2 separate regions of the Ovis aries genome follow, and region 1 is linked to region 2. The links are chromatin contacts, called in public Hi-C maps. All regions are on one chromosome and are shown on one strand. The core of a region is the stretch at or near the end of the contact, and the rest is flanking DNA. Distances in the headings are between cores, read along the strand shown.

The links. A called contact is a pair of places that touch in the nucleus more often than the background predicts.
Region 1: a contact with region 2 is called in a Hi-C map of liver, with 4 times the contacts expected there. The contact joins two enhancer-like sites. A contact is called at or near these places in 11 of 16 Hi-C or Micro-C datasets (blood, hypothalamus, liver and 5 more).

The regions. Positions count from the first base shown.
Region 1 is chr7:78,969,012-78,975,782 of ARS-UI_Ramb_v3.0, forward strand. DCAF5 (DDB1 and CUL4 associated factor 5) reads right to left here. Exons shown (of 9, transcript XM_027971948.3): 6 at 6,478-6,691. Among named protein-coding and RNA genes, the nearest start is that of DCAF5, 52 kb to the right of the region's middle. Within about 2 kb of position 3,475, at least 8 of the 54 cell types and tissues checked have an H3K27ac peak or open chromatin away from gene starts, as enhancers often do.
Region 2 is chr7:78,785,862-78,793,023 of ARS-UI_Ramb_v3.0, forward strand. It overlaps ACTN1 (actinin alpha 1), which reads right to left. Exons shown (of 22, transcript XM_027971947.2): 3 at 6,436-6,555. Among named protein-coding and RNA genes, the nearest start is that of TRNAG-CCC, 9.7 kb to the right of the region's middle. Within about 2 kb of position 4,785, at least 8 of the 54 cell types and tissues checked have an H3K27ac peak or open chromatin away from gene starts, as enhancers often do.

The DNA.
Region 1 (6,771 bases), core at 2,225-4,724, 180 kb after region 2:
AGTGTCATATGGGGATCGAACCTGTCCAACTACACCCAAAGGTCGCTGGGAGGATTAGTATGACATGAAAGCACTTTTGAAGCTAAAGTGCCAAAAATGTGTGTGTGCGTGCTCAGTTGCTCAGTCATGTACCACTCTTTGCAACCCCATGGACTACAGCCCACCAGGTTCCTCTGTCCACCAAATTTTTCAGGCAAGAATACTGGAGTGGGCTCTCACTTCCTCCTCTAGGGGATCTTCCCGACCTAGGGACTGAATCTGCATCTCCTGTATTGGCAGGCGGGTTCTTTACTGCTGTGCCACCTAGAAAGCCCAAAGGGCTAAAAATATATGACATAAAAGAAAGGCAAGAAGAAAGAGCTGACACAAAACAAGTCAAAGGAGACAGAACCCAAGAGTTGAATCTCCCCTGTGAAAGGGTGCCTTTATTTCCACTGAAGGGGAACATATGGTACACTAGGCCCCCAAGTGAGTTTAATCAGAGTTTTTACTGTTGCTTTTGTTTAGTCGCTCAGTCGTGTCTGACTATTTGCGACCCCAGCAACACGCTAGGCTTCCCTGTCCTTCACTGCATGGAATTATTAGGGAAAAAGAAAAAAGCAAAGCTATAACTTTCTAGGTTGCTTTACTGGCCTGGATCGCACTTCCTGACAGATTCCTATACCTCTGCTATGCCCATACAATGTCAACACAGAAAGGTTGAGCGGTGATGTAACGTCTGAGGCCAAGCCAGGTATACAAGGCTATTTTGTTGGCTTCACAGGGTACAAGTAAGGAGATGAGATATGATGACTTAATTATCATGACTTTAGGGGTTCTGCCATCTATCAAGTTCAAAAGAAAGACCTGTGTAAATGATACCAATGTTCAGACACTCAAGGGCTCAGTCCTTTCCATAAAACTATTCCCTCTCCCACTTTCAGCAAGATATAGGGACTATTAGACAAGGTGTTAAATGAGACTAAAGCAAGAGAAGATTTTTAAATTACCACAGTCTATCTCCAAGCCACACAAACCCATTAGCCTGAAAGACTTATTTCCCAGAAGCCTGAGCTATTCCGCTGGACTCGAGCAATCTGGGGCAAGAGCCATTTAAGGCACTGTGAAAGAAAAGGAACAAAAACCGAGCGCTGTCTTAAAAGTGAGTGCCAGAAAAGCTAGCAGGTGGAAAACTGGCCTTCTTTTTTAACCCTGTTAAGGGACTGACTCACTAAGTATACAGAGGGGAGTATGAAGCTTGGGAGACAGAATGTACCTAGTCAGGCTTCAGGGAGAAGAGGGAAAACAAACAAACAAAAATCCAAGTATGATACAAAAGCAAGGAGGAGAATCCTTTAGATTTAGGCAGCCTCCAGAGGAAGGAATGCTATTTGGTGTTTTACTGAAAGACTCCTCATTATACTGCAAGACTGGAAGGTAGGCTACCTTAAAAAAAAGTTAAGGCTTTATTTGGGGCTAATTGTTCCTGTTGATACCCAACCAATCTGATGTCACTTATGTCACCTTATCTGATGACAGACATTATCAAATTTGAATAAGATTGTGCTTAATCACTCAGTTGTGTCCAACTCTTTGCAACCAACCCCATGGACTGTAGCCCACCAGGCTCTTCTGTCCACGGGGATTCTCCAGGAAAGAATACTGGAGCAGGTAGCCGTGCCCTCCTCCAGGGGATCTTCCCAACCCAGGGACTGAAACCAGGTCTCTCACACTGCAAGCAGATTCTTTACCGTCTGAGCCACCAAGGAAGCCCTATATTATTATTATTATTATTATATAGCAATAAATAAACCGTGTATCTGTAGCCAAAAGTGGGGGTGACAGAGTGTATACAGGGCTTTGAATGAAAGTCTCAAAGGGGATACAAACTGGCAGTCATGCAACTGCGTCTACCACAGCATCTGGCACACAGTAGATGCTCGGCAAATATCTGTCTTCTTATTTTATAAGATGGAAGGGGGAAAGGGCATGAAGTTAGGACAGGTTCAGTAGGAAACAGGTTCAGTAGGAAAAATGGATGTTTTCCTGCTGAAGCAGAGGTTTGAAACTTGTGGCTCTAGAACAGAACAGGTGCACCTGTTCATTTAATTCATACAATGAAGTATGAATTTGGTGCAATACTTAAAATTCAAGAAACTTCATATCAGTTAGTCAGTTCAGTCACTCAGTCGTGTCCGACTCTGAGATCCCACGGATTGCAGCACGCCAGACTGCCCTATCCATCACCAACTCCCAGAGTTTACTCCAACTCATGTCCATTCGGTGATGCCATCCAACCATTTCATCCTCTGTCGTCACCTTCTCCTCCCACCTTCAATCTTTCCCAGCATCAGGGTCTTTTCCCATGAGTCAGTTCTTTGTATGAGGTGGTCAAAATATTGGAGTTCAGCTTCAGCATCAGTCTTTTCAATGAATATTCAGGACTGATTTCCTTCAAAACAGACTGATTGGATCTGCTTGCAGTCTAAGGGACTCTCAAGAGTCTTCTCCAACACCACAGTTCAAAAGCATCAATTCTTTGGCACTCAACTTTCTTTATAGCCCAACTCTCACATCCATACCTGACTACTGGAAAAACCAGAGCTTTGACTAGACAGAAAAGGAAAGATATACCCATTTGAATGCAGAGTTCCAAAGAATAGCAAGGAGAGATAAGAAAGCCTTTTTCAGTGATCAATGCAAAGAAATAGAGGAAAACAATAGAATGGGAAAGACTAAAGATCTCTTCAAGAAAATTAGAGATACCAAGGGAAACATTTCATGCAAAGATGGGCACAATAAAGGACAGAAATGTCACATAACAAATCTTTATTTTTGGTTTCTCTTGAAAAAAACCAAAGGCCCTCTTGGCCACAATAGGCTGAAGCTTGGTCAAAGCTTCATTTACATGGCGTTCACTTAGATTTAGGGAGGATAAATCTAAGTTGTGGCTATAGTCCCCACCACTCACTATTGCTTACTTCTAGCCCAACTCATTCGTCTTTGCTGCTTGCCTTGCTTTTGTTGGCATTAAATTGTGACCTTCTATACAGCAAAAAGGAGCCTCTATTGAGACCTCAAAAATCTGGGTTCTAGTCCTACTCAAACTTGTATGTTTTAACTTGTTTTAACCTAAATCTCTGAGCCTGTTTTCTCATCTGTAGAAGGCCCTCCTACGGACTGAACAAAATCTCTAAAAGCTCTATAATTAGAACTGATCCACAATGGTGGCAATGAGCATGCAAAAGACACAAAACACTATTCAGTTTTACACTTTATTCCAAGTCCAAGATCTTGAAATGTTAGTTTCATTCTGGGCCTAATGAATTACCTAGTAAACCTATGATAGTCTAATAAGAAATACAGACTCTCTTACATAATGTTTTGATTTGGGTGGACTGCGTAATCTCATTGTAATGAAAAGCCAGAAGACTGTCTCAGATAGATAAGTCACTCACTGCCTTTCCTGACCATGTTCATTCCTATTATGGAAATGCTCAGATTCCTCTCTGGGATGGTTACTTACCCAGCCTATGACTAAATGAAGAGTTGCAGAGCACAGAGCTTCAGGCTGTGGGCGTTCTCAAAGTATACAAGAACAAGACCAAATACAAAGACCTGATAGAAGGAAAGAGTAGGCTCTGGAATTTGAAAGCAGCTAAAAAGATCCTGTTCGAACTAGTCAAAGAGTATCAGTCTTACAGATCATACAGTAACTATGGCAGCCTCTGCTTCAGCCCAAAGTGTGTAAAGGCAGAGGCCATAAATCACCTTTGAGAGACATGTTTCAGAAATGAGACAACTCCTGTGTAACACTTAGAAGTATAAGCTCAGCTGATTAGTTTCACTGAAAATCCATTATTTAATCATCCTCCTAAAGCTCCTAGAAGTTGAGCAAGAAAACAGGTATTATCAGTCCTGACTTACAGTTAGACAAGCCTTAGGCCCAGAAAGCTAAAAACCACACACTGACTAAAATACTTAAGATTCACTTCAACAAATATTTATTGTGCTCTCAGTACACCAGGCATTGGAGACAAGACAATGATGAATTAGCTACATTTCTTAGTCCCTAAGGGGTGAAGAAAACAGCCACACATAATCTCTGTGCGTCTCATTCCCTAGGTCATATACTCTGATAATCTATATGGGGAATATAAATAGACTAACTCTGAAATGGATCTGACGTTAAGACTCAGTGACTTCCCACCCTCCTTTATCCATGGCAAATCACTTAGCCCATCCAAAAAACAGTCTAGTTTGTCAGAAAGGATACATTACCCACAAACTCTTCCCATAAGACGTACATATTCGTCAAATCTGAATAGAGAAAATCAAAAGCCTTCCCATGTTTTTATCATTATATATAACCTGAAAGGCAAAAAGCACTGCATCCTGTCAATGTAGATGACCAGGATCACCACAAAATAACTCACGTGGTTCTCACTATGGTAATACCTGCACTTGACCCAGGAATTGAACTAGGGTCTCCCGCATTGCAGGCAGATTCTTTACCAACTAAGCTATCAGGGAAGCCCACTTGTCCCTACGTATCTCATAACTGCAACTTAAGGCAAAAGTTCTCACCTGGGGCAATTCTCCACCCAGGAGATAAACTGGCAATGTCTGGAGACATTTTTGGTTGTTTTGGGGAAAGTTAGGAGAGATGACACTGGCATCTAGTGGGGAGAGGCCAGGAATGCTGCTAACTATCCTAGAATGCACAGGACAGGCCCTCACAAGGAAGAATTATCTGACCAAAATGTGGACAGTGCCAAGCTGGAGAAATCATGGCCTAGGTGCTCTTACATCTCGGTTAGAAGCCTTTGTTCTCCATCTTTCAAGGACTCCATGCAGACAGGTTCTGGCTGCTAACACAGAAACCGACAGAAAACACAGCATCCATTCCCCTTCACCTCTTTTCTCCTTTTCCTCAGGCCCTGTGTCTCCGGTAATAAAACCTAATAAACCACTTCATGAAGTAGAGCCTGCTCTTTATTGCTCAATGAAATAAAACGCACATGCATAAGAGGTTGACAGAAGATGGAAAATCAACAAAAGCAAGGAAGAAAGGTGGAGAGGGAGGGAGGAGGTGCTTGGTTGTCATTTCCGCAGCTAAATGAAACTAAATCAACCATCGGCAGAGCAGAAAGCTACTTGTTCTATCAAGAGTCAGTTCATCTCTAGAAACTGCTTCTTTCCACCCAAGAAACAAACTGCCTAATAAAAACTAAGTCTATCAAGAATTGTGGTCTCTCAAGGGAAATTTATCACTTATATAACTGAGGCCACCTAGTGGTTTTAAGTGTAGATCGCAGCTAAGTAGGCCCTGACTTGAACATAAATTCTGAATTTAGACATATATTCTCTATTTACAAAAGGGGAAATCCCTAGTCTGGGCAACTTAGAAGATATTCTCAGCTTCTTTAACAAGCAACTCTAATTAAAAAGCTTTATTGTGTTCCTGCTACATATGCTAATCCTTAAGCTATGATGTTGGAGAGCCTCTAGCAACCTCGGCTAGGGAGAAAAATCCTAGCTACTGCTTTCAAAAAAATAGGATCTTCACAAGTTCTCAAATAACTATTTCTTTTATGCCTCTTGCCCACAGATAACTTTAAAGCAGTGGCATACAGCATGTGAGAATTATATGTAAAAATCTGACATAGCTGATGGATCCAAAGAGAACACAAAGAATTAGCAAGAAACTAAGGTTTCTTTTTCCAATCTAGATGTGCAACAGCAATGAGATTTGTTGTGTTTCAGAAGAAGAAGAAAAAAAACACATTATTTGATCAGTCTTCCTTTATATTTGCCTTCGCTAAAACTTGGTTACTCAGACCAGTCCAACCAGTCCATTCACTGACACTCACTTCAGCACTTCTATGGCCAAGATTGACAAGGTACTGGTATGTTTTTAAACTGCCAGCTCTAAGGCAACATCAGTATTTCGACTCCCAGTAAGACTGTGAAAAGGCAGGAAACTTCACAGCTTCGGTTCTCCTTCCCAGTTGTGGTGCTGGCAATATAAAGGAAGAGAGTCAGCATCTGGCTTCCTCTCAAAGTTGCACAGCCCATTTCATCCAAGAAAAAGATGCCACCCAAAAGGGCTATTCAGGATGTATGTCTCTTAGCTGGTACCCACAGTGTTTCACTGATACCAAAAAAAAAAAAAAAAAAAGGTGTCCTTTTTGGCAGGCTAATTTTCTATGGACTTCCTCCTCTCTTCTGATACGACACATTCTTAGAGTCTTAAAATCTGTTCACAAACTTGGCAGATTTAGGTTGCTCAGAACTATATAGTGGTTTATGGTGTATACCTCATATTATCCAAAGGCAATTCTGATGAAGAAACACTATTAAGATGGAATGTCTCCAGACCCTTACTGTTTCAACTGTTTCTACCTGACATGGCTAAAGAGAAATAAAGACCAGTACATAAAGAACAATATGAGAGGAAAGCAAGAATGTGGGATGCAGGAGGTAGAAGGCACGTACCTGGTCACGATCTCCTGCAAAACAGCAGCTTTTCATGGTGCAAGAGTTGAAGTAACCCTGATTGTCAAACTGGAACACAGGCAGGCGGGAGTGGATGTCATAGAGCACGGGGGGCAGGCGACGCCTCAGGGCCAGGAGCTGGGTCCCATTGCTGTTGAATCGCACACTCATGGCACTTTGGAGGGACAGGTTGCCCCCATACCGCAGGAGAGAACTGAAAGGCAGAAAGCACATGGATCAGGCATGAGGCAGGCAGGATGAGAGTCTGCAAAAAAAAAAAAAAACGCTGCATTT
Region 2 (7,162 bases), core at 3,535-6,034:
AGCAAAGAAAGAACAGTGGCCACTTTGGGCATGGGACAGGATGTGATTCTTCCTGCTGAGAGGGGGGCCCAGAACTCTAGGCATCAGCAGAGCAGTGACCCAAGTCTGAGAAACTCGGTTAGAGAGACAGGGAGCTGCGGCCAACATACAACCATCCTCCTCAACAACTAAGACAGCTGGCACACACTCTGCAGAGCATGCTGAGGGGGAAGTGGAGTCAATCAGTCAAGAATCAGTTCCTAAAAGTTATTTGTTATTTTATTTCTTGGCCACATCTCATGGAACGCAGGATCTTAGTTCCCTGATCAGGCCTCCCTGCAGTGGAAGCATGAAGTCTTAACCCCAGGACTGCTGGGGAAGCCCCTCCTAAAGGTTTGCTATGTTTAAAATGCTCTTTCACTTGTGACTCCCAACAGTTTTGCATCTGTAACATTCAAAGTGCTTATATAAATTGGTAAGATAAAAAAGTCTAAATTCATAATACAGGAGTTGGCAAAAAACATGAACAGACACTTTACAAAACACGAAATACAAACAACCAACTTACAAGAATGTCAAACTCACTTGTAATTAGAGATATACCATTTTCCCAGCTATTAAATGAACAAAGTTAAAAACAAGCAAATACACATGATGACGGTGACGATGGCATCAATCTAAGGATAGAGAGCCGTGTGGCTATCACCCTGTGGCTAGAAGTATAAATTCGTTTTAAAGAAACACCTTTTGGGGAAATAATTTGTCAACAGGGAGCAAGGCATCTTGAAGTCGCTCAACTTTTTGAGAGTAAAATTCTCTCTCTCGCCCCAGTTAGCCAGTGGCGTGACATGTAGAGTAAGGCTGGTGGATAAAGGCACTTGCTGCCAGGTTACTTATCATGACCCCACCCTGGAAATCCCGTGCACAAAATACAAGGCGTGACCAAGTAAACCCCAGACGCCGTCACTCCCTGTGCTCAAAACACCCAAGGCTTCCCACCCCACTCAAACGCAGCGGTTGGTGGGGCCTCTGGGACCCCGTCCCCCTACCCCTGAAGTCACACGGCCTCCCTGTTGCTCCCCTCTCCCGGGATATCCCTCACCTCCCTCCTGCCTCCACTCACCCTTCATCTTCTCACAAAGCCCTTCCTGAATCTCCCTCTTTACTCTCCTGCAACTGATACATGTATTTTCTTTCTCCCTCTTCTAGAACATAAGCTCCCTGAGGACAAAGATGTTTTCTGTTTTACAGGACTGCTGAGAGCCCAGCACTGTGCCTGGCACAGAAAAAGCCCTCCATCAACATCTGTTAAACGAGCGAATGAATGGAGGACACTAACCACAGGCGCGTGAATGGGCAGAGAACACGGCAGCGTTCAGGCTCCTCTAGGACTGGACGCAGATCTGGAACAGAGCACACTTGTGCTCAACAAACAGATAATTAGCACAGCCATTAAAAATCATAATTACAATTTTTTGATGATTTGGAAAAAATCTTTGTAATTACAGAAGAAGACAAAAATCAGGTATTAAATTTTATGGACACCAGCTCAAATCAAGGAGAAATTTTTTTCAACATCAAGAAAAACTCCAGGTGGTAATGCCTTTTTAGGAGTCAAGGCTGCAATGCCAGTCCCTCTTGACCTGGGGGATGGAGGGGTGTGTGTGTACCCACCCACCTCCATTTGTCGTTCAGTTGCTCAGTTGTGTCCAGCTTTTTGTGACCCCATGGACTGCAGCTCGCCAGGCTTCCCTGTCCGTCAGCATCTCCCAGAGCTTGCTCAAACTCATGTCCATTGAGTCAGTGACGCCATCCAACCATCTCTTCCTCTGTCATCCCCCTTCTCCTCCTGCCTTCAGTCTTTGCCAGCATAAAGGCTAAATAACCCAGCCTCCTGCTGGCCTTGAGCTCAGGGTCCTCCCAATACCAAGGAAGACAAGACAGCTTCCTCCCTGGGTCTTGCCATCTTACTTCTCTTCTCTTCCAGAAACACCGAACCCCTGGGGAGTTTGCTTACTGAATTCTTAACTCCTACCAAGGAAGCGGTTACATGCCAAAAAACAGAGGAGCCGAGTACAGGCAAGGAGAGCGATTTGTTTTCATCCCCGTGTCTACCTAAGCCCCCCTGACCTTCAAAAACCCTCCCCAGAATGGATCCCTTCACTAGGCAGTTCTATATTTGAAGTAAGTTTGTCCGTCTCACAGGTATCTTTATGGTCTGATACACTGAGTCCAAAAGGAGGGTGCCACGGCTGTAACCGGGCCCCTGGGGGGAAAGCCACGATGACAGATAGTCTGCTGCGGGTGTGGGAAAATGCCATTCGTAGACCACAGCTACCTAAGAAGCTGTTCATATCCTGCTTTTACTCAGAACCTGCCTCTCTCTTGGTCCCACTCCAGGCAGGCAGTATTCAGACAGTGGAATCAATGATGCTGAAGAAACTCCATGTGGTAGAAAACCAGACCCTCCACCCTGGGGGGTCACCACTGCCCAGACCAATGGCCACCATCCAACCTAAGGACAGATGCTAAATCATCAAGCCCACTCCCAGGCTCTGGCACCCAAAGCTATCAGGCGTTCCCTGCCTCTAGATTTTAAGATGAAAATTCCTTCTCAGGTGCTCTCATCTGGTTAAATCCCAACCACTCACCCAGGTCAAGTCTCAATCCCATGAAGTCTAGACATTCTAGAATCAAGTATCACACAAGAAATGCATCTATTCTAACTTCTCGTGTGGCATGGATGCACCTTGCCTCCGACCTCCACATGAACATCTTTGGTGTCAGGGAACCGATGCCTTTCCCAGAGCACCCACTCCATCCCCTAAGGTTCTGTGTGTTTTCCACAGTTGGGCTGCCCACAGGATCTCCCTTCCAGGCCTGGTGCCTCCTACCAGGGTCAGCCGGCATCAAGACCTTGTCCCAGCTGATCATCCTTCAAAGGTCTGGGGTCTTTCACTGGGGCCCAAATCTGGTCCCCAAGGCTCCCCTGCCAGGATAAATGGCAACGTCTCCTCCCACCCCAACCCCAGGCGAGCTCCTTCTGGGTGATCCATTCCAATGCCTTTGATCGTCTACAGCAGCAAACTTCATTTCATTAAAATAAACAAAACCCTTTCTGGGCCTCATCCAGTTTCCTGGCTCAGCAGCGCGGCGGTCCTGGCATGATCTTGGTGCTCGATCTCTCTTTTTTTTTTTAATTGCAGTATAGTTGATTTACAATGTGTTAATTTCAGGTGTACAGCAAAGCGATTCAGGTATACATATAGACATTCATTATTTTCCAGATTCTTTTCCCATATAGGTTATTATTAATGCATTGGCTTAAACTGGGAGAGAGGATTCAAAGAGGGAAGCCCTCGCCTAAAGGTAGCAGGAAGGCTTGGAATGTCTCATTTTAAAGGCAGCTTTAGAAATCTTTCAAGAAGCAAGGTCTGTGTCAAGGGAACTAGAAAACTCCAGCCAGCTAGGTTAAGTGACCTCCTGGGAGAACAGAGGTGGTGGTTAGAGTTTATGCCCCTGTCTGGCTGTGCTCCTTACCCCTCTGTTGAGACCACACAGCTAGTGTGACCCGCCACTTCACAGCTGAGGAAAATCAGACATGAAGGTTCTGTCCTGGACCCCTGCAGAGAGGCAGCAGTGCCCTGGTGATTGGAGAGGTTTAGACCTCAGCTCTGGAGTCCAAACCCCTGGGGTTTAATCTGCGTTCTGCCAAATGGAAGCCATCTGGCCCAGACCCTGTGGTCAACATACTACACACTTCCATTCTAGCAACTCCTCTGAGCCTTCGCTTCCTTGACTGTAAAATATGGCTGGTGAAACAAGCCTGTTAAAGCATTCTGTCCTGTCTGGCCAGCCGCAGATCTGGACCTCAGCAAGTGCTACTCTTGCCCATCTTCTTTCTTCCTCCCCTTTGGTATTCAGTGACACACACACACACAGACACAGACACACACACACAGACACACAGACACAGACACAGACATACAGACACACACACACAGACAGACACACAGAGACACACACACGGGCTTCCCTGGTGGTTCAGATAGTAAAGAATCTGCCTGCAATGCAGCGACTAACACTACTACCATACATACGTGTGTGTGTGCGTGTGCGCGTGTGCACACACTAAGTCGCTTCAGTTGTGTCTGACTCTTTGCGACCCCATGGACTGTAACCCATCGGGCTCCTCTGTCCATGGGATTCTCCAGGCAAGGATCCTGGAGTGGGAAGCCATTCCCTTCTCCAGAGGATCTTCCAGACCCAGGGATCAAACCCAGGCTCTTCTGTACCCTGCACTGGCAGGCGGGTTCTTACCACTAGCACCACCTGGGACTCTCTCTCCCTATATATATATATATATATATTATGGTAGTTGTTACATTCTCCTTTATAAAAATCTGGATTTCTGGCTTCTTTTGAAAAAATCAGAACATCTGGCAACACTGGATATGTATTCTCACTCAGCAACAATTGGTTAGATCTACACAGCAGCTGCCCTGCTTAGAAGAACGTGTTTTTCCCACTTCTCCCCACTCATCCCTACTGTCACCCACCTCACACATCTGGCCCACCTCACACATCCTCTACCTCCCTGCCCCAGGGGCATCTGAGCTTGTAGCAGACCACCAGAGTGGTAATTTCTTTGGCTTCCCATCCCTGCTTAGCTGAAACTTTTTCTGCCCAGTCTTGATTCCTCCCTAAGAGAACAAACAATTCTTTTCTTCTTCGGTACCCTGCTGTACACGAGGCCGTCAAACATTTACTGAGCACTGACTGTGCAGCATGCCGCTGGGAGCTGGGGCCACAAGGATGCAGGAGACAGGAGCTCTGCCTCACAGCTCGGGATGGGACCCAGAAGGCACCACCCACAATGACCCCAAGTGCTAGCCTGAGTCCCTGATAAGGCAAGGGTCAGCAAGCTTTTCCTGTAAAGGGCCTGATAGGAAATATTTTCAGCTTTGCGGGGATATGGTCTCTGACACAATTATTCAATTCTGCCTGCAGCAGGAAAGCAGCCAATAATATGTAAACAAATGGGTGTGCCCGTGTTCCAATATTTACAAAAGCCTGGGTCAGCCAGGTTTGACCCGACGGACTGTAGTTTGCCAGCCCCTGTGCTCAAGTTTCTCAGTTTGATTTTGCCACATCAAATCCCTCAATTTTCAGAAAAAAGAAGGAGGACTTTCAGATCATCAACCAGAGAAAAAGATCAGCTGCTATGGATTTACTGGAACAACACCCTGCACCCTCTGTAAGGAAAGGCCACCCTCTGGGGCATTTCTCTAGTGTCACTCTGACCTGGATTTGAGTTCCGGCTTTACCACTTGCTGAAGATGGGACTTTGGACAAGTTAATCTTCATTAGGCACATGTTTTCTTTTTGTAAAATGGGGATAACAATTTGAGCCATCTCATAGGGCTATGGCGAGGATGAAATGAGATCACTGGTACAAAGGGGTTTAGCACAGTGCCTGCTGCAGAACAGGTGATCAGTAATCACAGTCAAGGTTATATCTACAGTGAATGAATGGAGACTGTATACTACTCACCTTTTAATCTCTGGCACCACAGAGGTGCCCAATCCATTGATGAATCCACGGGACACAGTCCTCATGGGGCCTGGTTATGGTACTTTATTCTAATCACCTTGACCCTCTCCAAGTCCTTCAGAACCGCACACAAGAAACTGTGCCACCGGCTTCTAACCATTAAGAACATGCTAATAATGGTTTAAACTGAACTTTAAACAATTTTTAAAGATTGAAGTATAGCTGATTTACAATCTGGTGTTAGTTTCAGGTATATAAACAAATTTTTTTTTAAGTAAAAGGGAAAAAATTCAAGAAGCTGCTCTGCAGGGAAATGTTATCAAGAATATTCCTGGGACTTCCCTGGCAGTCCAGCAGTTAAGACTTTATGCTTCCAGTGCAGGGGACACGGGTTTGATCCCTGGTCCGGGAACTAAGATCCCTCATGTCTCGCAGTGTGGCCAAAAAAAAAAAGTTCCTAAAGCCTTCTGGACAGCCATCCTGCAGGCGCTCCCTATACGCACCGATGTCCACACACTCTCCCCAGACTGCAGAACTCTGTGCTCAGGACAGGGGAGCACAGCCAGGCCTGCAGAAGGGGGAGGTGGCATTTCACACACGCAGATCCCACGGATCCCACAGCGCTATGATTCAGCAGGGCGTGGGGGGTGAGAGGGGGTGGGGGGGTTGAGGTCACGGTCACCAAGGTACAGAGACTAGACAGAAAGTGATGTTTTTACATGAAGGATCCACTGGCTAGCCACGTGCTGGGAGCCCTACTTCCAAATGTGCCCATGGATGTGTGGGTCTAGGAGTCAGGCTAGAAAAGGCCAAGAGAACCAAGAGGTGGGGGTAGAAAATCCGGCTGGATGCAGAGGGGTGGGACGGGGGTAGGGGACAGCCAGGGGGCAGGCCCTACTCACCTTCAGCTCCTATGGACACCAGCTTGACTCCCTTGCTGGCTATGAAGTCCAGGGCCTTGTTGACATTGGAGATCTTGTGCACCCTCATTTTGCCTCTCTCGGGCTTGGCCAGACGTTCACCTGAACAGACGGAGAGGGTGGAAAGGGAAGTGAAACACTGTTCTCCTACTTCTCAGCTCTAAACTGCTTCCGGCCACTCAACAAGTCTGTATTAAGCCCTGAGTATATGTCAAAGGACTTGGCTGTGTGCTAGGAATACAGGGGTGAACAAAGCAGCTTGCTGCCTTCATGGACTTACGGTCTGGGAGGAGAGACAGATCTTCAACATTCATCAACATACACAAATGAACAAAAAGCCAAAAAGGAGAAACACGCTTAAAACAAATGCTTTCAAAGAGACTGCAGAGGAGGAGGGCAGGTAGGAGGGTGAACAAGCTGTGAGGTGGGCAGGGGAGGCCTCTTCGTGGGAGGCGGGCAGACCCAGACTGCAGGGAACGGCGATCAAGGCAGAAGGAACAACATCTGCAAAGGCCCTGAACTCCTAGCCTAGACTGCTTTGATCCAGAGAGTGTGTGCGTCACACTAGGGTATCTGGGGAAAGCTCCCTGTGTGTAGCCCACAGAGCCCCTCTCTCATTTGAGAACCACAGCTTGTGTCCATTTCTCAGCTCAGCTCCAAGTCAACCCTCCACCCTCACTCAGTGGCCGTTTCCCTGACCCCTGCTTCC